4 separate regions of the Mus musculus genome follow, and regions 2, 3 and 4 are each linked to region 1. A link is a contact called in public HiChIP or PLAC-seq data. All regions are on one chromosome and are shown on one strand. Each heading gives the region's core, a stretch centred on a gene start, on an enhancer-like site or on the middle of the called end of the contact. The rest is flanking DNA. Distances are from core to core; before and after follow the strand shown.

What was found. HiChIP or PLAC-seq counts read pairs in DNA pulled down with a chosen protein or histone mark.
Region 2: an H3K27ac HiChIP or PLAC-seq map of extraembryonic endoderm stem cells shows a contact between it and region 1, with 5 times the contacts expected there. The contact joins the promoter of Opn1sw here to the promoter of Nrf1 in region 1. A contact is called at or near these places in 2 of 39 promoter capture datasets (hippocampal neurons and liver) and 2 of 115 datasets of contacts at active chromatin or transcription factors (extraembryonic endoderm stem cells and pancreatic cancer cells).
Region 3: a contact with region 1 is called in an H3K27ac HiChIP or PLAC-seq map of extraembryonic endoderm stem cells, with 4 times the contacts expected there. The contact joins the promoter of Kcp here to the promoter of Nrf1 in region 1. A contact is called at or near these places in 1 of 39 promoter capture datasets (cranial neural crest) and 1 of 115 datasets of contacts at active chromatin or transcription factors (extraembryonic endoderm stem cells).
Region 4: a contact with region 1 is called in an H3K27ac HiChIP or PLAC-seq map of bone marrow-derived dendritic cells, with 2.9 times the contacts expected there. The contact joins the promoter of Irf5 here to the promoter of Nrf1 in region 1. A contact is called at or near these places in 1 of 39 promoter capture datasets (hippocampal neurons) and 3 of 115 datasets of contacts at active chromatin or transcription factors (bone marrow-derived dendritic cells, extraembryonic endoderm stem cells and memory CD8 T cells).

Annotation. Positions count from the first base shown.
Region 1 is chr6:30,045,191-30,050,010 of GRCm38.p6, forward strand. Nrf1 (nuclear respiratory factor 1) reads left to right here and starts at 2,798. Exons shown (of 12, transcript NM_001164226.1): 1 at 2,798-2,923.
Region 2 is chr6:29,377,838-29,382,657 of GRCm38.p6, forward strand. Opn1sw (opsin 1 (cone pigments), short-wave-sensitive (color blindness, tritan)) reads right to left here and starts at 2,676. Exons shown (of 5, transcript NM_007538.3): 1 at 2,233-2,676; 2 at 1,882-2,050; 3 at 1,486-1,651; 4 at 894-1,133; 5 at 1-224. The coding sequence starts at 2,578. The coding sequence ends at 105. RefSeq lists cis regulatory regions at 2,576-4,820, 2,576-3,150, 2,580-3,101.
Region 3 is chr6:29,505,576-29,510,395 of GRCm38.p6, forward strand. Kcp (kielin/chordin-like protein) reads right to left here and starts at 2,377. Exons shown (of 38, transcript NM_001029985.4): 1 at 2,282-2,377; 2 at 63-226. The coding sequence starts at 2,351. Gm26627 (a long non-coding RNA gene) reads left to right here and starts at 1,597. Exons shown (of 3, transcript XR_868831.3): 1 at 1,597-2,376; 2 at 2,864-3,312.
Region 4 is chr6:29,523,793-29,528,612 of GRCm38.p6, forward strand. Irf5 (interferon regulatory factor 5) reads left to right here and starts at 2,833. Exons shown (of 9, transcript NM_012057.4): 1 at 2,833-2,982. It overlaps Gm26627 (a long non-coding RNA gene), which reads left to right. Exons shown (of 3, transcript XR_868831.3): 3 at 85-912.

The DNA.
Region 1 (4,820 bases), core at 1,548-4,047:
AAAAATTTTAAGACTGTACAGAACTAATATAAGGGTGATGAAAAAGTCATTTACAGCATTCATCCCATCATATTGGCCCTGGCAATAAGTATTCTGTGTAACTTGGTATTAGAATATTTGTAGTACAAACTGTCAAAAGTTCCACAGAAGTTAATGCTGTCTGACACTAAGGTTCTCTTGTGCTTTGTGAGTGGGTGTGGATAGCCATCTAAAAGCTCTGGTAGGGTCAGGATCAGGACTGGTTCCATCTCCATCTGAGTTGGGGCAAGTAACATTGGCATGTTTTGGCTTCTTCATCTGTCAAAAGGGACCATAGTAGTACTTACGTAATGGCCTCCATTGGAGAATGAAATGAGAGGGAGAGTGTAGGGGCTGGGGATATTGCTCAGTTGTTTGTTTGCCTAGCAAAACCCATGAGGTCCTGGGTTCAATCCCCAGCACACATTAACTGAGCATGGCAGCACAGGTCTGGTATCCCACCACTTGGGAGGCCAGGACAGGTCAACCTCAGGTGGAGGTTAGCTTGGGCTACTGAGGCCATTGTAAACAGAGAAGGGAGCTAATGCAGATGTCGCTGGTAAGTCCTGTATGATAAGGAAAGGCAAAGCAAGCAGGCTTGGGGGATGAGGGATGAAAGCCATGTCCAGACTAAAGGAGTAACAAGCTGTTCTGATGGAAAGTTCTAGCACGCGAGAAGACAGCCGTGAGAAATGTTCTGAGCAGAGGGGTAGTATTCCTTGATCTCTATGATCCAACAGCTTCCCAGTTCTTCTGTAGCCTGAGAGAGACGCAGCAGATGAAGTCAGAGATGGCACCGTGGGTGAGGACATCAAAGTTCTCAAAGCCACCTTCAAGGATTTTAGACGTTAGACATCCCAAACAGGGAAATAACACAACACAATCTGCTTTTTTTTTTTTTTTTTTTTTTTTTTTTTGAGACAGGGTTTCTCTGTATAGCCCTGGCTGTCCTGGAACTCACTCTGTAGACCAGACTAGCCTCGAACTCAGAAATCCACCTGCCTCTGCCTCCCGAGTGCTGGGATTAAAGGCGTGTGCCACCACGCCCAGCTACGATCTGCTTTTTTTTAAAAAAATGAAGAAAAGAGTCCATTCAAGTTGAAGTGTGCAGAAGGGGCTGGGGAGAGCAAGTCCAGGGTCTGGGAGCCAGTTCAGAGTCTAAGTGCAGCACCTCCACACGAAAGCAGCCTGGACCAAAGTCAGAAAGAGGCAACAACGCTTTAAAGATGTCATTGGATGGCCAGGCAGAGGGTCCATGTCTTTAATCCCAGAACTTGGAAGGCAAGGACAGGATAAAAATCTCTGAGTTAGAGGCCAGGCCAGTCTGGTCTTTATGGTGAGTTTCAGGCCATCCTGGGCTACATAGTTGAGACCCTATCTCAAAAAAAAAAAAAAAAAAAAAAAAAAATCATTGAGGCAAAGAGGAAAGAGCAGACATTATTCCTACAGGGATGGGTAGTGACAGTGATATCGGTTTGATTTAGAAAACATTAAGGGTGCCAGGCAGTGGTGGCGCACGCCTTTGATCCAAGCACTGGGGAGGCAGAAGCACGCAGATTTCTGAGTTTGAGGCCAGCCTGGTCTACAGAGTTCTTGGACAGCCAAGCCAGGGCTACACAGAGAAACCGTCTCTAAAAACCAAAAAAAAGGAAAAAGAAAAAAAAAGAAAGGAAGGAAGTAAGGAAGGAAGGAAGAGAAAAGAAACCGTTAAGGGAAAAAGGCATTCAGTTAAGCTGGGCAGTGGTGGCACACGCCTTTAATCCCAGCACTGGGGAGGTAGAGGCAGATGATCTCTGGGTTGGAGGTCAGCTTGGTCTGCAGAGTGAGTTCCAGGACAGCCTGGTCTACACAGAGAAATCCTGTCTTGGACTAAAAAAAAAAAAAAAAAAAAACTACATAAGACAAAGGTATCCAATTAAAAAAATGTTTGCTTATTTGTTAAGCTGTTTTCTGACACCATGTGGGGCATTTATCTAGTGCACATTAAATCTCCCAGAAGTGTTAAAAATGCAGATTCTAGGTTTCAGTTGGAGCTGGGACTCCCGGTGGTTCTGATGGGGGCTCCTGATGACATAACAAAAGCAACCCAAACTACCCCATGTCCCCAACCTTTCATTTTCCCACTGTCTGCTCACTTGTTAGGCATACTAGGATACCCTATTGCTTCATCTAAGCGCCGAGAAAGCAAGGGCAAGAACTTACTTTTTTATTTTTATTAAATAGAGCCTTGGTTTGCTAACAGGTGCACTTCGGAGCACCCATAACAGCATCCAGTACGGAAAGGGGCCCTTTAGAAATGTTGGTCTAAGGAACGAGAGAATAAATTACCATATTGCTTTGTACCAAAGTTCCCCGTTTACAGATCTGGTTGGGGCTTTGAAACAGAGAAACAAAGCGCATTTCAGAGAGGGGTCGAGGCGACTACGCAAAGGCGCGCCGAGTAAAATGTGGGGGAGCCGCTTTGGAGCGGAGGTCTCAGTTCCCCGCGCTCGGCTCCGAGCGGAGGGCTCCTTCGGATTAGCAACCATCTTGGGCGGCATGAACCACTTCGCCGCCGCGTCCGCGACTTGCTCAGCCGGTTGCCCTCCTGGTCCGGGCCCCGGCCAGCGCTGCCGAGCCGCACCAGAGGCCGACGAGGCGGCCGGGGGTCTCAGAGAGCGCCGCCGAGAGCCCCCTCCCCGGAGCCGCAGAGCCGTGCTGGCCTCGCCATCATGGCGGTCTCCGGGCGGGGAAGCCGAGCCGTGCGTCGCGTGCGTGCCTCCTCCCTCCCCTCCCCCTCCTCGGCGGCGGCGGCGGCGGCAGAGGCGGCAGCGCTCGCCATTGCCGCTGGTGGCAGGAGGCTGCGAGGAGCCGGCGCGGTCGCAGTCTCCACGGCGCAGGCCCACGGTAGCGCAGCCGCTCTGAGGTGAGTGCCCTACCGCGCAATCTCCAGCTATTTCAGCCCCGGCGCAGCCGCAACACGCCGCCCGCCCGCCGGCCGGCCGGCCCGCCCCGCAGCCGGCACCCTGCCGCCCCCGGCTCGGGGCCTGGGCCCCCGCCGGATTCGGCCTGCCTGGGGCGGGGGGCCCGGGCCCGGGCCCGGCCCAGCCAAACCGCCACCCCGAGGATGCGCAGGCCGCACTAGGCCCCGGGCGTCCTGGCGGGCTCGGTAGGGAGGCGGCTGCCCTCCCGAGAGCCCCAGGGTTCCGGCCTCCCCTACCGCCTCGGGTTCTCCCGGCCGCGGCCTCCTCCGCGCCGTGGAACCCCGGGCCTGGTCTTCCTTCTGCGGGCTCGGGAGCCGGCGGCCCGGGAGAGCGCGCCGGGCCCGGGAGCGGGAGGTGGGTGGGCTGCGCGGGACCGGAGCGGCGGCTCGGCGCTCGCCCCCTCGGCTCTTCCCGGCTCTGGCCCGCCGGTGGCTCGGTGCGGCCGGGCGGGGCGCGGGAGTGGCTGTCTCTGGCGGGAGAGGAGGCTGGTGGTTCGGCCGGGCGACCTCCGAAGCTTCCCTCCCGCCGGGGTGGCGTGGGATGGTTACCCAGGTGGACTGGGGGGCGCTGAATATGGCGCGCTGCCCACCTTCTTGCAAGTTGTGAGGAGGCGCCTAGGCGGCAGTTCGAGGAGGAGGAGGAGGGCGCAAAGTCCTTTTGTACGCAGAAATAAGGAGCGACATTGTGTTTTTCCTCTCCGGCGGAGATACCCACCGAGGGGCCTGGGTTCTTCCTGGGACTGGCGTGGTGGTCTCCGGGGGACAGGAGGGGGAGGTGGCGCACCCCTTAAGAAGGAACGGAGCCTTTGCCTCGGATAAAACAGGGGGTCTGGGGTGGTCTTGTGCTTGATTCTCTCCCACATCTCCCAGGCTTTCGTGGATTCGTGGGTTTGCCATTGCATGTTCTGTAGTGATGTCCACTGTTTCTCACCTGTTGTGTCGTTGCTGCTGGCCCCAAACTTTGTTCGGTGCATCTGACTACCCACCAGAACTTGAAAATGTTAAACATACATTAATGTTGTTAGAGCTTCAAAGGCTATCTGCTCTGACCAGTTGGAGGAGCTGTTAGCAGGTCATCCCCATCTTCCCTGCCATTAAAGTATCTTGTACTGATGATGGCTTATGTTAGAGTTGGTATCGGTTGGGCCGATTTTTTTTTTTTTTTAAGTAGGCAAAGCAAAACTTCCATTTTAGTGTTTAAATCTCCATTTATTGGAGAAAGTTGGTGGGAGTGAACCTGTCAGTTGGGACAGTGCTCTGTAGGAGAATGGGGACAGCTTTTGTCCTTGGAGGAGTGGTCCTTTTTGGTCCTTTTTCCAATCTTCGGCAGATCCTTTTAAATGCCTTTTCCTTTAGTCATAAACAGTAAGTTAATGGATTGTTCCTCACTCCGGGGAAGAGAAGAGGGGTGACATATATATTAAATGAGTGTTGATTTTGCTTTTTCATTTAGTTATGTCCTGACTCCCTAACATTGTTTGAAAGTTCTTGACAAGTTACCCTATAAAGTAGTAGAAATATGGCTAGTTAATGAGTACAAAGTAAGTGTATAATCGTCATGTGTAATGTGATGTAGTGACTTAATTTGGGTGCAGACTTAACTGTAATTTGTTGAGTGTAGATTTTTGGGAAGGTGTTACCCTTCCTCTTTATTTTTTTGTGCTTTGCTGGGGAATCTAACAGGGCATTGGCCATGCAGACCGTTTGCTGCTGAAATACATTGGCAGCCTTTTGTTGTTTGTTTGTTTGCCTGATAGGAATTCGACTGTTGCTAACAATTGGGTACCTAACCCACATCGAAACAAAACAATAGTCTTTTAGCCCACTTTATTTAAAATCT
Region 2 (4,820 bases), core at 1,426-3,925, 670 kb before region 1:
CCACCACTCCCCATCTTTCCCCTGTTAATGGTTAGGATTCTAGTGGAGATGTAGATACTTAAATGTGGCGTTGTGTTTGCTGCTAGCAGGCCAGCTGAGGGGCCTCAGTGAGGGCCAACTTTGCTAGAAGAGACAGTAGAAACTTCTGTTTTCTGAGAGCCAGACACGTCAGATTCGTCTGCCATGGGCTTCCTGCACACCATCTCCAGAATGCAAGCCCGGAACTGGAAAGAGAAGTGTTTATTATCCTTACCCTGAAGACTACCTAAACTCCACCTTTAACTCCTTGCTCCTGCAGGCTAAACTTTAAAAGGACTGGATTAAAGGTTTGCAGAAGGCTGGACTTATGTGCTGGTACACATCTTTTGACTCCAGCACTCGGGATAGGAGGCAGGACCACCTCTTGAGTTCAAGGACAGCCTGGTTTCCATATGAGTTCCAGGACAGCTAGTGTTACTCAGACCCTATCTTTAAAAAAGAAAAAAGCTAGACACCTGTTACTGTTGATGTTATTTTCCACCAAGACAGAAAGAGTAGGGATGATGTATATATAACTCAGTGATGCGGATATTTGCCGAGCATGTGAAAGGCCCTTTGCTCCATCTCTGCCATTGCTAAATGAAGTAGGTGGGGGCATTTCCCATCCTTTCCCACTCTTTCAATTTGATTTTTCTGGCTCAAGGTCTAGCCTCCCCTTGTTCCAGTATTTTAGGAACCATACTCTGGGTTCATGTGCCTACCAAGAGCATCCTGGCCTGCTTGGACTACTCTGGCTTTCCTCATCTATAAGCCCTGTGTGGAGGCCAGGGTGCTGAGTCACAAAGACATCAATAGCGGAAGAACCAGGGTCTAATGGACCAGAACCTCGTGGGAATGTAGATAGACCGCTTTACCTGCTTATTCATGAAGCAGTAGATGATGGGGTTGTAGACACAGGAGCTCTTGGAAAAGAAGGCGGGGATGGTGACAAGCCGTAAGTCCAGCCCGTGGTTCCGATTGTTGACCATGTACATGGCCAGGGCAGCATAGGGCACGTAGCAGAGACAGAAGGATCCCACCATCACCACCACCATATGACTCACCTCCCGTTCAGCCTTTTGTGTCGTAGCAGACTCTTGCTGCTGAGCTGCCACCTGGAATTGAGCACAAGGGTCAAAGCCCTCTCTCTCCTGGCTGAGTTTGGCTTTCCCTTGAGGGAGGCATCATGAAGGGCGTCCTCAGCTCTGACACTAGAAAAGATCCCATCCTTGTCCCCTCCTCTCTCTGGTCCTTCGCCCACTACCTCTTGTGCAGAAGATGGAACCCAGTACCTCACACCTGCTAGGTAAGTGCTCTACCAATAAGTTGTAACAGCGTTTTCACTCCCCCTTCCCCAATACTCCTATCTGACCACGGATATTCTAGACGTATCCTGAGGAAGATATATACTGTCTCTCCTGGGGCCTCCTGAGTTACTCCTACCTGCCCCTCTCAAAACCCACTCACAGCTCTGAGAGTCCTCAGCAACTGGGAGTAGGAGAAGCAGATGAGGGAAAGAGGAATGATGAAACAGAAGATGAAGAGGAACCAGGTGTAGTACTCGCTTCGATACTTGGTGCCCACAGTGTACCAGTCTGGGCCACAGGAGCACTGCAGGCCCTCAGGGATGAACCTGAAAAGGACCAAACATTCATTCCGAGAACTGGAAGAATGGGCTTAGCTTCTGGATTGGCTTCTCCAGTTGGAAGAATGCCAGAAGACACTACAGTAGTTACAATGGCAGAGTAACCATTGATGTCTCCAGCGGCCCCCTTTCCTCCTTACTCTACCAACTCAGGTCAAAGAATAAAAGGTTATACCCAATCTCTCGTCCCACATCAGAGCACTGCCCTATCCTCTCACCTGCTCCAGCCAAAAAAGGGTGGGATGGACACCCCGATACCAATAATCCAAGTAGCCAGGACCACCATCAGTGCATGCTTGGAGTTGAAGCGGATGCTGCCGAAGGGTTTACAGATGACAACGTAGCGTTCAAAAGCCAGGAAAGCCAATGACCATCCTGTCACTAGACCTGCAGCAAATGTGAAAAGAATGGGGTAGACAGACTCCCTGAGCCTGGAGTGGAATATAGGTGTAATTGAGCAAGTCCAGAGAGTTGGAATGGAGTTTAATGCTCACACAGCCCATTGTTAGAGGTCCAACTGCTCAGGATAATTAAGGGCCCCTCTCTCTAGCCCAGGTTGCCTTCAGTACCTGCTACAGAGCCCAAGAAGGCCTCCAGAGCACAAACATGGCGACCAAAGAGGAAGTATCCGTGACAGCTGGCGATGAAGACTGTGAAGACAGAGAAGATGCAGAAGAGGAAGCCCCCGAGGGATACATTGACCAGAATATAGTTGAGGGGCTGTCGCAACTTTTTGTAATGCAGTGTGGCCACCAGCACTATGGCATTGAGTGGGGTCCCCACAAAGAAGACAAATCCCATGAAGGCTGCCTGGAGGCGGAAGGCCCAGACAGGAGCAAGGTGGTACTGAGGCCCATCCCAGGGCCCCACCGAAGAGATATTCTGAAACAGGTAAAAGTCATCCTCTCCTGACATCTCCCGCTTGGGATGCCCTCACTACCACCTCCGGTCCCTCTTATAGACGATTCTTCTGCTATCACCCTTCCCTACAGCACCCTCCTTTAAAGATACAGTTGAGACTCTGAACTATCCTAAGCCTCCCAAAGACAAAGTCCCAGATTAGAGATCTCTTAGTTCTCACCTAAACCTTTCATGAGCCCAAAGCTGATTGATTGTGTTCTTCAGAGGATAAGAGATTGAGGTCAGAAACCTGGATAACAAGGCTGGGTGCTTTGGGGTCAGTATTGGTTTCTGTGGCCTGGAGGATGCTGACCTATATTCTTTGGAGATGCTGCCATACCTCATTCCCACCTCTGCCTTTGGCTTCAGGCTCCTCTGCATCTCACCTGGCCCTTTGTGAAAGATGCTCACCTGAGTGTCCCTATCCAGAGACCTGGGAATCCGCTTGGGGAAACAGGAAGAGGATGAGTGGGGAGGCCCCCTTGGGAGCATTTTAAATAGCCACTGCGGGACAGTGCAGAAACAACTGCATCCTGCCTTAGGTCCCAGGGTATGCCTGAGCCACTACTATGTGTTTGGCCTCTGCAGGGAGGCCTTCTTATGTAGGTAGACCTGCAGCCAGCCAGGTTAGGCTGCTTCTTAGACTAGGCTTCCTTTATATTAGAGCAGATGAGAATGAAACTCTTCTGAATAGTCTGGGTTCACTGTTAGGGAAGGACACCAAGAGTTAGTCTCTTGTCAGCATCATCACACCCAGCCTCAAATAGAAAGCAGAGAGGAGTGGACGTGGGTAAGGCTACAAGCTCTTAAAGCTGGTCCCTCGTGACATACTACCTTCAGCAATGCTCTACATCCTAAAAGTCCCATTACGTCCCCAGTCATCAACGGTGGACCAAGTACTCCTCATATACAGAAGCCTATGGGGGCCGTTTCTCATTCAAGCCATCACAGCAAATTAAAACATGAGGGCCAGAAAGCCGGCTCCGTGATTATGAGCACTCACTGCTCTTACATAGGACCCAGGTTTGGCTCCCAACATCCACATGGTGGCTTCCAACTGACTAACTCTAATTCCAAGGAGATCCAGCATACTTTTCTGACCTCCGAAGGCACCAAACATGCACACAGTGTTCATACACACACACAAGCAAAGCACTCATACACATAATCTTTAAAAGAAAGTTAAAAATATGATTTTTTTAGAAGGTGTTGGGACACAGTACCCTGCCCAGTGAACAATGCTTCTCCCAGACTATGTGAGTTATTAAGTGAACATCCCAGTACCGGGCATGAGGTATCTCCATACAAGTTACCAGTCAGGGAGGTCCCAGGGGTCCCAGAAACAACACAAGCTATGGCCATTGCTCCTGCTTGCCCACCGTAACTAGATGGTAAGACCTTACTGCTGAACACTGTGGTGTAAGAGAAATCAGGCTGGAACTTACTGAACACTTTTCTCCAGGCTAGCTTATATAGTGCCAGCAGGGGCCCTCTAGGCCATGGCGGGGTGGGGGGCAGAGAAGTGTCAATTTTATCCAGTCGTGAACCCTAACAGCATAATATCCATATGCCAGGTGAGATGTGTCCGCTAGTACTATAACAGCATAGAGGTTGTGGGGCAACTTCCTGCTTGGGTTTTAGGCCTGGTCCACAGGAGGGGCATCCATACCTGGTACTGTAAATATTTTTAAAAGCCCAGAACTTTTGAAGGTCATGGGCTCTAGCCAAAATTACTATTGTTTTACTGAATTATACTTGTTGTCAAACTGCCTTTTAAATATTTATATTTATACATGTAGATTAGTGCTTCTCCCAACCTTAGCCCAGGAGACTTCCTTCTGCAATGGGAAGTGGTTATTGAAGAGGCTCATCTGGTCAAATGGGCTGTTAACGGGGACTATGAAGTGTTCGACTCTGAATGGAGCTTCTCTGTCTGTCTCTCTGTCTGTCTCTCTGTCTCTGTCTGTCTGTCTCTCTGCCTCTCTCTGTCTCTGTCTGTCTGTCTGTCTCTCTGCCTCTCTCTGTCTCTGTCTCTCTGTCTCTTTTTCTCTGTCTCTCTGTCTGTCTCTCTCTCTTTCACACACACACACACACACACACACACACACACAGAGAGAGAGAGAGAGAGTCAAGGCAAAGCTCAGGGACCATTACAGAAGAGAGAACAGAAAGAATGTAGAAGTCAGAGGATCAGGGGGAGTGCTGTGAAATGCATCTTCCGGACATGACCTGGACATGAGCTCACTGCTGCCATGGT
Region 3 (4,820 bases), core at 1,127-3,626, 540 kb before region 1:
CAAGCCCGCTCCTTCTCCCAATATACAAAGCCCACCCTAACCCATCCCTGCCTCCACGGTACCTGCTTTCTGAGGTCAGTCACCTCTGCCTCCAGCCGTTCCAGCCTCTCCTCCAGGGGGCACCACTGCTGTTGGTGGGTCTCACCAGGGACCAAGGAGTGGGAGGGTGCCTGCTGCTGAGAGATAGCATCAGCAAGCCTAGGCTGCTCTCTGGAGACCTCTCCACCTGAAGGGCACAAGAACCCAGCTTGGCCTGTAGACAGAGGCTGGTTAAGGTCTCCTGGGTTCCGTCCGTCCTCTGAACCATACAGGGGACAAGGGTCCTCCTGTGCCCTCTCCTTTCCACCTACTTCTCCAGGGGAGGAGACATGGTCTCTGAAGGTGCCAGAGAGGAAGCAAGGAGGCAAGAATATCATGAGAACCCAGAAACGAGAGGAGGCAGATGCCCTGAGAGCACTGAAGTGGCCTATGCCAGCTTCCCAAAGGGGACACAGCAGTATCCCAACCCAGGCCCCCCTGCAGCCTGCTCTGATTGTAGGGATCTTTAGTCATGGAGGTGGGGTGCTCGGACCATCCATCCACTGTGGGTCAGAGACAGCTCGGAGGTCTGATATGTTATGCTAGGATCAAGAGATAACACAGGCTGAAATGAAGACGAGGATGTGGGATGCGTGCAAGAACGAACTGGTGTGTGTATGTCCACGCGTGTCCACTCATCTATACCTGTCAGTAAAGGAGCTGCATGTGGCAGAAGCCAGGAACCCCCATATTGGATGCAGTGGGCTCTGGAAGGCAGAAGCTAGCTGTGCTGTGTTGGCAACAGCATGCAACACTCCAACAGATGCAGCACTCCAGACAGAGAGGGCAGCCTGTCCCTGGGACTAGATAACATTATGTCCAGGAAGGAAGCCCTGGCCTCTGAGCTTAGGCCTGGGGTGGGGCCCAGCTACATTTCTCTTCACCTTATGCCCACTCTCAAGGCAGGAAGGTAGAGGCGAGGGCACCGGCCACAGACATCATGGAGTGGAAGGGTCCCCAGAAGTGCTGACCAAGAAAGGGGCTGAAGGAGATGTCTGGCCTTTCTTTCTCACAGCGGCAACTCAATCAGGAAGAGCTGGAGTAACTGAAAGTCTTTCTCCCAGGGACACTAGGCCTGCGAAGCAGGGGGATGTCACCTGCTCCTTTCTTTCTACTGTCACCATAAAGAGGAGGACGTTCCAGCCCAATTTCCGGGGCTCAATAAATGCCACCCCAACTCTGGGGTTCAGTGCTACTCTCCGGTATCCCTTAGTTCCCACCAGTCTCTGGTTTCCCTCAGTTGTCTCATAATCCACGGCCTCCCCCACCCCCACCCCCATCCCACTGTCTTCACAGAAGCTGAAGAGAAAGTCTCCTACTGCAGTCTGTCCTCTCTCCACAGCACAAGGCGCCAAGCAGCAAGTTAAGACTTCATCTGTCACCACAGCACTGCCCAGCTTTCCACCCCACCGCCATACAGCTCTCCCCACCACAGGTCCCAGCCGGTCTACCTTCACACCACCAGCATCCCATGCATTCTGTTCTCACCTTGTCCCCAGAAATTGGCACTGTCTTGACATGGTCTCCCTGCCCAACTTCCATCCACAAGGATGATGCTCGCGGGCGGGGTCTCAGTATCTGAAACCCCAAGCGTGACCTCCTCTAGCGACCCAACCCTTAAAGCCCCAGCACCCAACCAGCTCCTCCCGCTTTGCTTAAGCAGGCACAACGGAGGGGGCCGAGGAGCCATTCAGGGTGTCCTCTTGGATCCCCAGCTGAAGACAGGCTCAGTCCCTTTTCCTGGAAGATCTGCAGAAAGTCCTGGAAGTGGCACGAATCTGGTTGCTCCCCAGAAACTGTCTTCAGGTTTCCCCTTACCCTCCTCCTACTCTGCTTTTGCAGAGACCAACCATAAGTGCAAGCCGGACAGGACTAAGTCATTTCCCACAGAGAGCGCTCCCCTCCCCCTCTCCTCAATACAAATAATTAACTTCAGATACTCAGATGCCAGGACAGCCTCTGCTTCACCGCTACTTAGGACTCCTTGGCAGGGACCACAGAAGGACCCGGCCCAGTTCAGCAATCCCTGTCTGGCCGCCCTGCCCCCACCCTGCTCGCCCACCGACGGGGAGGACGGAGAGAGAGCACCAAGGCCGGCCAGCGACGCGCAACCCAGGCGGGGATGGAGAAGTGGTCTGGCCCGGTCCGACGGTCTGCTGGGCTGAGCCATAAGTTGGGGCACACCCAGGACGCTCCGACTCACCCCGCGCGGCCAGCGCCAGGCTCCCGAGGTGCAGGAGCAGTGGTAGCAACGCCGCCCGAGCCCCCGCCATGCTCGCTCGACCCGCCTCGCTTTAGGTCTGTGCTCAGCCGGCGCTGCGGGAGGCGGGGTGCGGAGACTCAAGCCGCCGCCCACCCAGTCTTTGTTCAGGGAGGGCTCCGCGGTTCTCCGCCCCTTGGTGCCCGCTCCCCTATCGCACCTAGGGCTTCTCACCCCACCCCACCCCAATCCACCCCACCCCACCCCGTTCCCCTGAGGATCCTGACCCATAGCAGTCTTCCAAGCTCTGCAGGAAGTTGGGTGCGGGGTAAGCGACCAGGAGCAACCATGTCCCTGCCCTTTGGGGTTGCTCATCCTCTAGGGGGTCCCAGTGACAGTCCCAGTGACTTTACTTCCACCTCATGGGCTTATGGGAACAGAAGGCTGAGCTGGACTGAAAACCCTCTGCAAGGGGCTGGAGAGATGGTTCAGTGGTTAAGAGCATTTGCTGCTCTTGTAGAGGACTTGAGTTCCGTTCATAGCACCCACGTGGCTGCTCACCATCATCTATAATTTCTATTTCAGGGAATCCAACGCCCACCTCTGACCTCCCCAGCACCAGGCACGTATGTGATGTATGTTAACATAGTTCTCTCTCGTCCTTGCTTGCTTCCTTCCTTCCTTCCTTCCTTTCTCTCTTTCTTTCCTTCTTTCTTTTGTTCTGTTTTATTGGGCTCGTATACCTGTTTCCCTTCCAACCTTTGCTCCACCCTAATCCCGTCTAAGCCCCCCAAACTAAATATATAACCCCTAACTTCCCGCAGGGCCTCTGTTATCCCGTTTATAAGCAGTGGAACCAGCATCCACAGTACAGTGAGCAGCAGACAAAGTCACCTAAATTAAGAATCCAGGGAGCTGAACTGCAAGAAGCCTGCTATGGAAATTGGTGTGGTGGCATACACCCGCAATGCCAGCTTTCCCAGTTGAAGCAAGGAGATGGGAGGATTCAAGGCCACCATAAGCTACAAGAGCAGGTTTGAGACCAGCCTGGGATATGTGAATGAAATCTTAAATGAAACACAAACACACACACACACACACACACACACTGGGAGGGGAGGGGTTGTCAGATGGTAAGAACTCAGAACAAACAACAGTCAGTGTTGATTAAAAGCACCCACTCTTCACTTCCACATCTCTCTCCTGGAGCCCACCGACCACATCTACACCAGATGCAGGCCAAATGCCCAGCCTCCCTTCTCTGGCTGGCTGGGCTCCTTTTCCAAAGTCTGGACTCAGGGCTCAGCAGGAGTAGGAAGCCCTGGGCTTACTTCAGGGGAGGAGCCCAAAGTGAGGAAATAGGAAAATGGTCCAGAGCCTAGGACTGGGAAACAGCTCTGTGCAGCTGGGAAGGCAGGATGGGGCCCCATGTTCACAGCAGAGGGACACGGAGGGTGGGGCTGTAAATCCAGCCAAAGAAGTCCCTGCCTTGGCCTTGAAGACCTGGAATGTGAAGTCACCCTTCCCCAGCTGGGGCAGGGCAGGAACTGAAGGTCTCCCTCTGGAGTCAAGGCTTGAGTAAAAGAGGGCAGGGTCTCTTCGCAGATGTGAGGGCCCCTCTTGGGGCTAAGCAGTTTGCAGCAGGCGGAGGGGAGACTGTGACTAAACCTTTCCCCTGTGACTTGGAGCTAGGGTCACTCAGCAAAGGAAAAGCCAGAGCCAATGGAAGCCAACGGAACTAGGAACTAGCAGCTCTTGTCCAAACCCGGAAGTAATGAGAGACAGAAAGAGAGAGACAGAGTCACAGACAGAGACAGAGGAGACACAGAGACAGAGACGGAGAAGGAAAGAAAAGAAAAGAAGAGAAAAGAATATCCTGGAGACAAGTCTCTAGTCCAGGCTGACCTCAAAGTCCATAGGTAGCCAAGGGCGAACTTGGGCTTCTGATTCTCTGCCTCCTGAGGTCTGAGGTTACAGGAACTTACCACCATGAAGATTATATTCAGGGTTCCAGATGGAACCCAGGGCTTCATGCATGCAAGGACTCTTTCAACTGAGCCACATCTCCAGCAGGAACATTGTTTCTGTCACCTGGGAGCCTCTTGCAAAGCGGGTTAGGATGGCAGACTGGTCAGGAACAAGGTTGCCAGGCCTCAGTCGGAGTCTGGCCTATTGCTTAATTCTGTGTGATCTCAGACAAGAGGCGTCACTTTCAGTGGCTGATTTCTGTCTCTTGTATTTATTAGTGTTGGGGGAGCAGGTTGGCGGTGTTTGGGCCCGTGCGTGCCTCAGCGCCACAGCATGTATGTGGACCTAAGAGGGTGATTCCAGGATTCTCCCTCCTCTGCAGACCTAACTTGGGTCATCACCCTTTTCACTGTAAGCCATTTACTCTGCTGAGCCATCCCACCAGCCCACAGTAGCCAATTTCTCATCTTTGGCCCTAACCTCTAATTGCCTTCCTCAGAAACTATTTGTGTGGATTGAAAATATTAATCCTAGCCAGGCCGTGGTGGTGCATACCTTTAATTCCAGCACTCTG
Region 4 (4,820 bases), core at 1,583-4,082, 520 kb before region 1:
CTACCTGAAAGGTGTTGAGCCTCATTGTCTCGCCCCACAGACTGGAAACTCCAGCACAGGGAGTTTGTCTTTCTATCCTGGCAGGGGCTTCGGTGAGCATCTGACATCGTCCATGTGTGACAGGGATGGGACCATCTCACTTCAGGGATGGAAAGCTGGCTCCAGCACAGGAGGCGTGTCATGTCTCACAATTCCTGGGATTTGATGCCCCATTGGACTCACAACCTGATGTCACACTCGCAAGTTCCCAGACAAACAGGCCAGTCCAGAGAACCTGCAAAGCCCAGGCCAGAGAAAATGGGGTTGGGCAACAACGGCAGCTGGCATTTCTCAGGCCCTGTCTAAAGTGGGCTGGCCTCGAGATGACTGGAGTGTGCTTAGCTTCTCCTTAAGTCACTGTCATTTACACTGGGTTTCTTTCGGTTCCCTCTTCCTCTAACTCTCTCTGTGCCTTTACTTGGACCATGGCTTTGCCCAAAGCCAACAAAGTTACTTCTTATCACAAGCTCATCTGTGACAGCGTCATACCACTGGTGGGGGAGTCACCGGACCTCCTGATGCCCTCCTAGGACTATGGAGTCTTTCTGCACCCTGTTGGGCCCCCCTGAATGAGCAGGGGGAACTGAGATTAATTTTAAGCATCAGAGTGGGGCCTCACTTCCCTTTTGCCCGTGACAGTGCACAGGAGCCTAGGGGACTCTTCGTTCTTGGAATAGCTGGAGTTCTGTTCACTGAATGAGCACTACCCCTTTCCTTCCTCCAGAAACAGGTCTCTGGCTCAGGGCAGTTTTTGGCTAAGGGGCTCCTTGTCAGGGAAGACAGGATCTGAATGGAGCAGAATCTTTTCGGAGCCCCGTTTATCTTATGGCCTGCCGCTGAGTTTAGGCCTCAGCTGCCCCAGTGCAGACATGCGCCACTGTGACTGGATCCACCCAGAGTTTTAATTTTAAAAATGTGAAACAGAAGGACACATGGCTCAGTGATAGAGTGCCTAGCATATATGAGAGGGTAATATATTCAGCAGATACAAATAATATATTTCCATTTTATATTCAGCTACAGTGAAAGGAGGGGGAGATATATAGAGAGAAGGAAAACAAAAACAAACCCACTGGATTCTCTCTGCTCATTGAAGTCTAATCCAGACATCCCTGGGAAGGCAGCAGAGGTTAAGGAAGAAGCCACAATTCTAATTAATTAATACCACGGTATCTGTCAGCAATCTAAGGCTTTAAATGTAGAGGGTAAACAGTATGTCTACAATGTATATATTTTACTTGCTAGCTAAAGTGAACAATGGGGTGTGTGTGTGGGGGGGGGGGGGGTAAACAAGATGGCTGGCAAGCCTGACAGCCTTAGTTCAGTCCCTGGGCCAGGCATATGAAGGAGAGAACTGGCTGAAGTTGTCCTCTGACATACTCATGCTTATGTGTACCCACAGATGTACACACAAAATAAATGTAATAACATTTTAATTTAACAATTCATTCAGAATATTTGTGTATTAAAAATATCTCTAGGACCGAAGAGATAGCTTGGTAGTTAAGAGCATCTGCTGTTCTTGCAGTAGACCTGGATTCAGATCTCAGCACCCACACCCCCTCGCTCACAACAGTCTCTAACTCCAGTTCCAGAGAATCCAGCGCCCTCTTCTGGTCTCTGCAGGAACTGCATGTTCACGATGCACATGCATGCTGACAAAATACTCATATACATAAAAAATAAAATAAATCACTAAAAAGAATTAAGATGGTAAACATTTAAAATATATGTGCTTATATCTTTAGTTAAGCTGCCTGCGATGCTACACCAAATCTCAGCTACTCAAGGCATCTGAGCCAGGAAAATCGTTTGATTCCTGGAGTTGGAGACCAGCACCGGCAACACAACTTTTTACCCTTAAAAGAGTTAAAACCCAAGAAACAAATACAATAACCCTTTAGAATTATGACAGGGCAGAGAAGGCAGGCACTTAGTAGCACAGTGCTTGCTTAGAATGTGCAAGGTCCTGGGTTCCATTATCAGTAAAATACAAATATAAAAATAAAAATTACTATAGATCATGAACCATGCAAGACAGGGTTGGTTCCCAACTAAGCTGAATTTCAGTGGAAATTAGACGTTAAAATCATATGGAAAAATCAAACGGAAAGACTCTGGAAGTCGTCTCCACCCCTCCTCCAAACCAATCAACAAATTACACCAAAACACAACAAACCAAAAGCTGACTCAAGGAAGGGGTAGACCTTCCTGGAAAAAACACTTAGACTATCAAATAATATGATGCTGACCCAAAAGTTGAAGAGTGAGAATCAGCGAATAATGTTCCTACATGAACAGGATGTGTGGAAGTTGAGGCCAGCATCGACTCGGACAGGAAGGCCCGTTTATGGAACCGGGAGGTCGGGGTGGGGGTGGGAACCCGCTCAAAGGGCAAACCCAAACCACGGTGAAGGTAAGGGCAAAAGAAGAGGTGGGCTTGTCAGTCACATGGTGAGTTGGAGCGGTCCGGAGGGCCAGTGTTAAGGCTGAGGAGACAGAGTGGCCCAAGGTATGTTGAAAGGGAGCTCTCAGGGGTCTCCCAATGCCCTGGAGTGTGGCTCCATCGACGCCCGCGCGCAGCGGATCTCCAGCTCCAGGCGGGCGCGGACTAGGTGAGGACAGGCTACAGGGTATCTGGGGACTGGGTGATGGATGACTCTGTCTCCCCGGATTCCCAAAGGAGCCCGGCGAGGGGCGCCGAGCTGTCTGCGGTCTCGCGGAGGCCCCGGGCTTCCCCGCGGTGGGCGGTGGATGGGTAGGGGCCCGGGGCGCGGGGTGGTGGCGAGGGGCGGGGCGGGGCGCTGCCCCGGGCGGGGGCGGCGCGATGCGGAAGTGCGGGGCGGGCTGGGCGACCCGCGGGCGGTGCAGCTCGGCGAGAGCTCAGCTCGGCCGCAGCGCCAGGCCGGGGCTCCAGGCTCCCCGCGGGCGCACAGCAAACAGGTAGGTCCCGGGGCTGTGGGCTGTGTTGGGCTCCTCGCCCCGAGGGCGGTGGGAACAGCCCCGGGCTTCAGCCAAGCCACGGCTCCGACCCACGGCGACCTGCACGCCCCGGGCACCTGCCAACGGGGCCAGCGGGGTCGGGATCCCGCTCCTCCGCGGTGGGCGATGATCGAAGGCGGCGCCGGGCCAGCGCGAATGGCTCCAAGGCGCTCCGCACCAGGCCAGCTCGGAGTGCCGGGCTCCGGCCGCCAACGTTCGCATGCTCGGGGAAAGTCCCAAGGGCCCAGTGGACATCCCCACTGCGCCTCGCCAGGGTCAAGGATGCCAAGCGCCCTGTCACAGTCTGGCGGGGACCAGGGAGGAGCGAGTTTCCGACCCCGACCCTGTCGGCACACAGCTCGTCTCTCCTCCCCGGCCACACCTCACTTTTTCGACTAAAGAGGTTGAGGTGTCAAGCAGCGATCCCTCCCAAGGATCTTAAAGCCAAGGACAGGAATCTGTGGGAATAGAGTTTGAGGGGAGACGTTGTCAAATAGAGGCTCTGCTCCTTGACTCGTAGCTCAAAAGGGGACGACGATTTATTCTTAGCTGTTGAGAAGAATCGGGGCGGGGGCTGATTAATGCTTGGTCTAGTTTCTTGACGGCCTGCCCCTAAACTTAAGAAGTAACAACTTAGAATCTGAACGTGAAGGGAAAGTGTAGTTGGGCCGAAACGCAGGCGGAGAGATGTCCCGGGCCAGTATTCGCCCTCGGTGCAGATGTCTCCCAGACTCCAGGTGTCTCTCGAACCTCCAGAGGACCCAGAGCGGGTACCTAGTAGCAGGGGTGGAAGTGGGGGCTTTCTTGGCCTCCTCCTGGCATAGCAAGGCGGACACGTCCCGGTCCAGAGGAGCGGACCAGGAACGGACACTAAGCCAGTAACCCCGCGATGACTCCAGGGGCTGACCCAGGTTCCTTCCCACCCCCACCCCCCTTCCCTCCGCGTTATGCCCCGGGTGGAGTCTGCCGGGATGATCAGGAGGGAACGACCTGGCCTGAACTCCAAAGTGAGGATAAGTGATCAGGACCAGAAAGGATGTGGACGGGGCTGACGGAGGCTGGAGAGGCTAAAAGCCTCGCATGAGGACCTGTGTGATACAGTACAGCATTCGCCCTCTCTACTCCCTAAGCTCCTGGCTAAAGTCTAGGAAAGAGATAGGTAGGAGACCACTCCTATTAACTAAAAGTCCTTCGGGGGTTTTCCCTTGAACTCTGGCCTTCCCCCAGCCTGCCCCTGGGAGGAAGCCGGGAGAGGGTTCTTCCTGCCGCACCTGCTGCCCCAGAATCTCAGCCTGTGTGCACTCTGAAGGGGCAGGGCCCCGGGTGTGTCGCTCACCTGGAGAGGGCGGGATTTATGCTCATGCCTACTGCAGGTAACCCCTGGATGTTGCCTTGAACTGGGTGTGGGGTTTAGAACGGGACAATTCGAGAGACAGGAGGGGTTCGAAGCTCTGCCTTTATTCCTTCCGTTATGGCAGCTTCTCCCCACCAGCTCCGGAGTTCTCAGTGATCTGACTGCCCAGGCAGCCTCTCCTGGGACTTCATGACCTTGGGGTGAGCTATGGGGACTCTCCATCGCAGTCGGGATTCAAGGGCTGCTTCCATGCCCCATCACATGTGGGATACTTCCTGAGGTCTGACATGGAAGATGGTGGGGGCTCTGTTCGTTTCTCCTTTTTAGGGCTCATAGCCAGACATCTCAGTCTGCGTTGTGTGTCAGCACTGCTCTTATTCAAAACCTCCAGACCCAGGAGCGGGCAGTCATGTTTAGACGCTGCAATTGTGAACTGGCAGGCAGG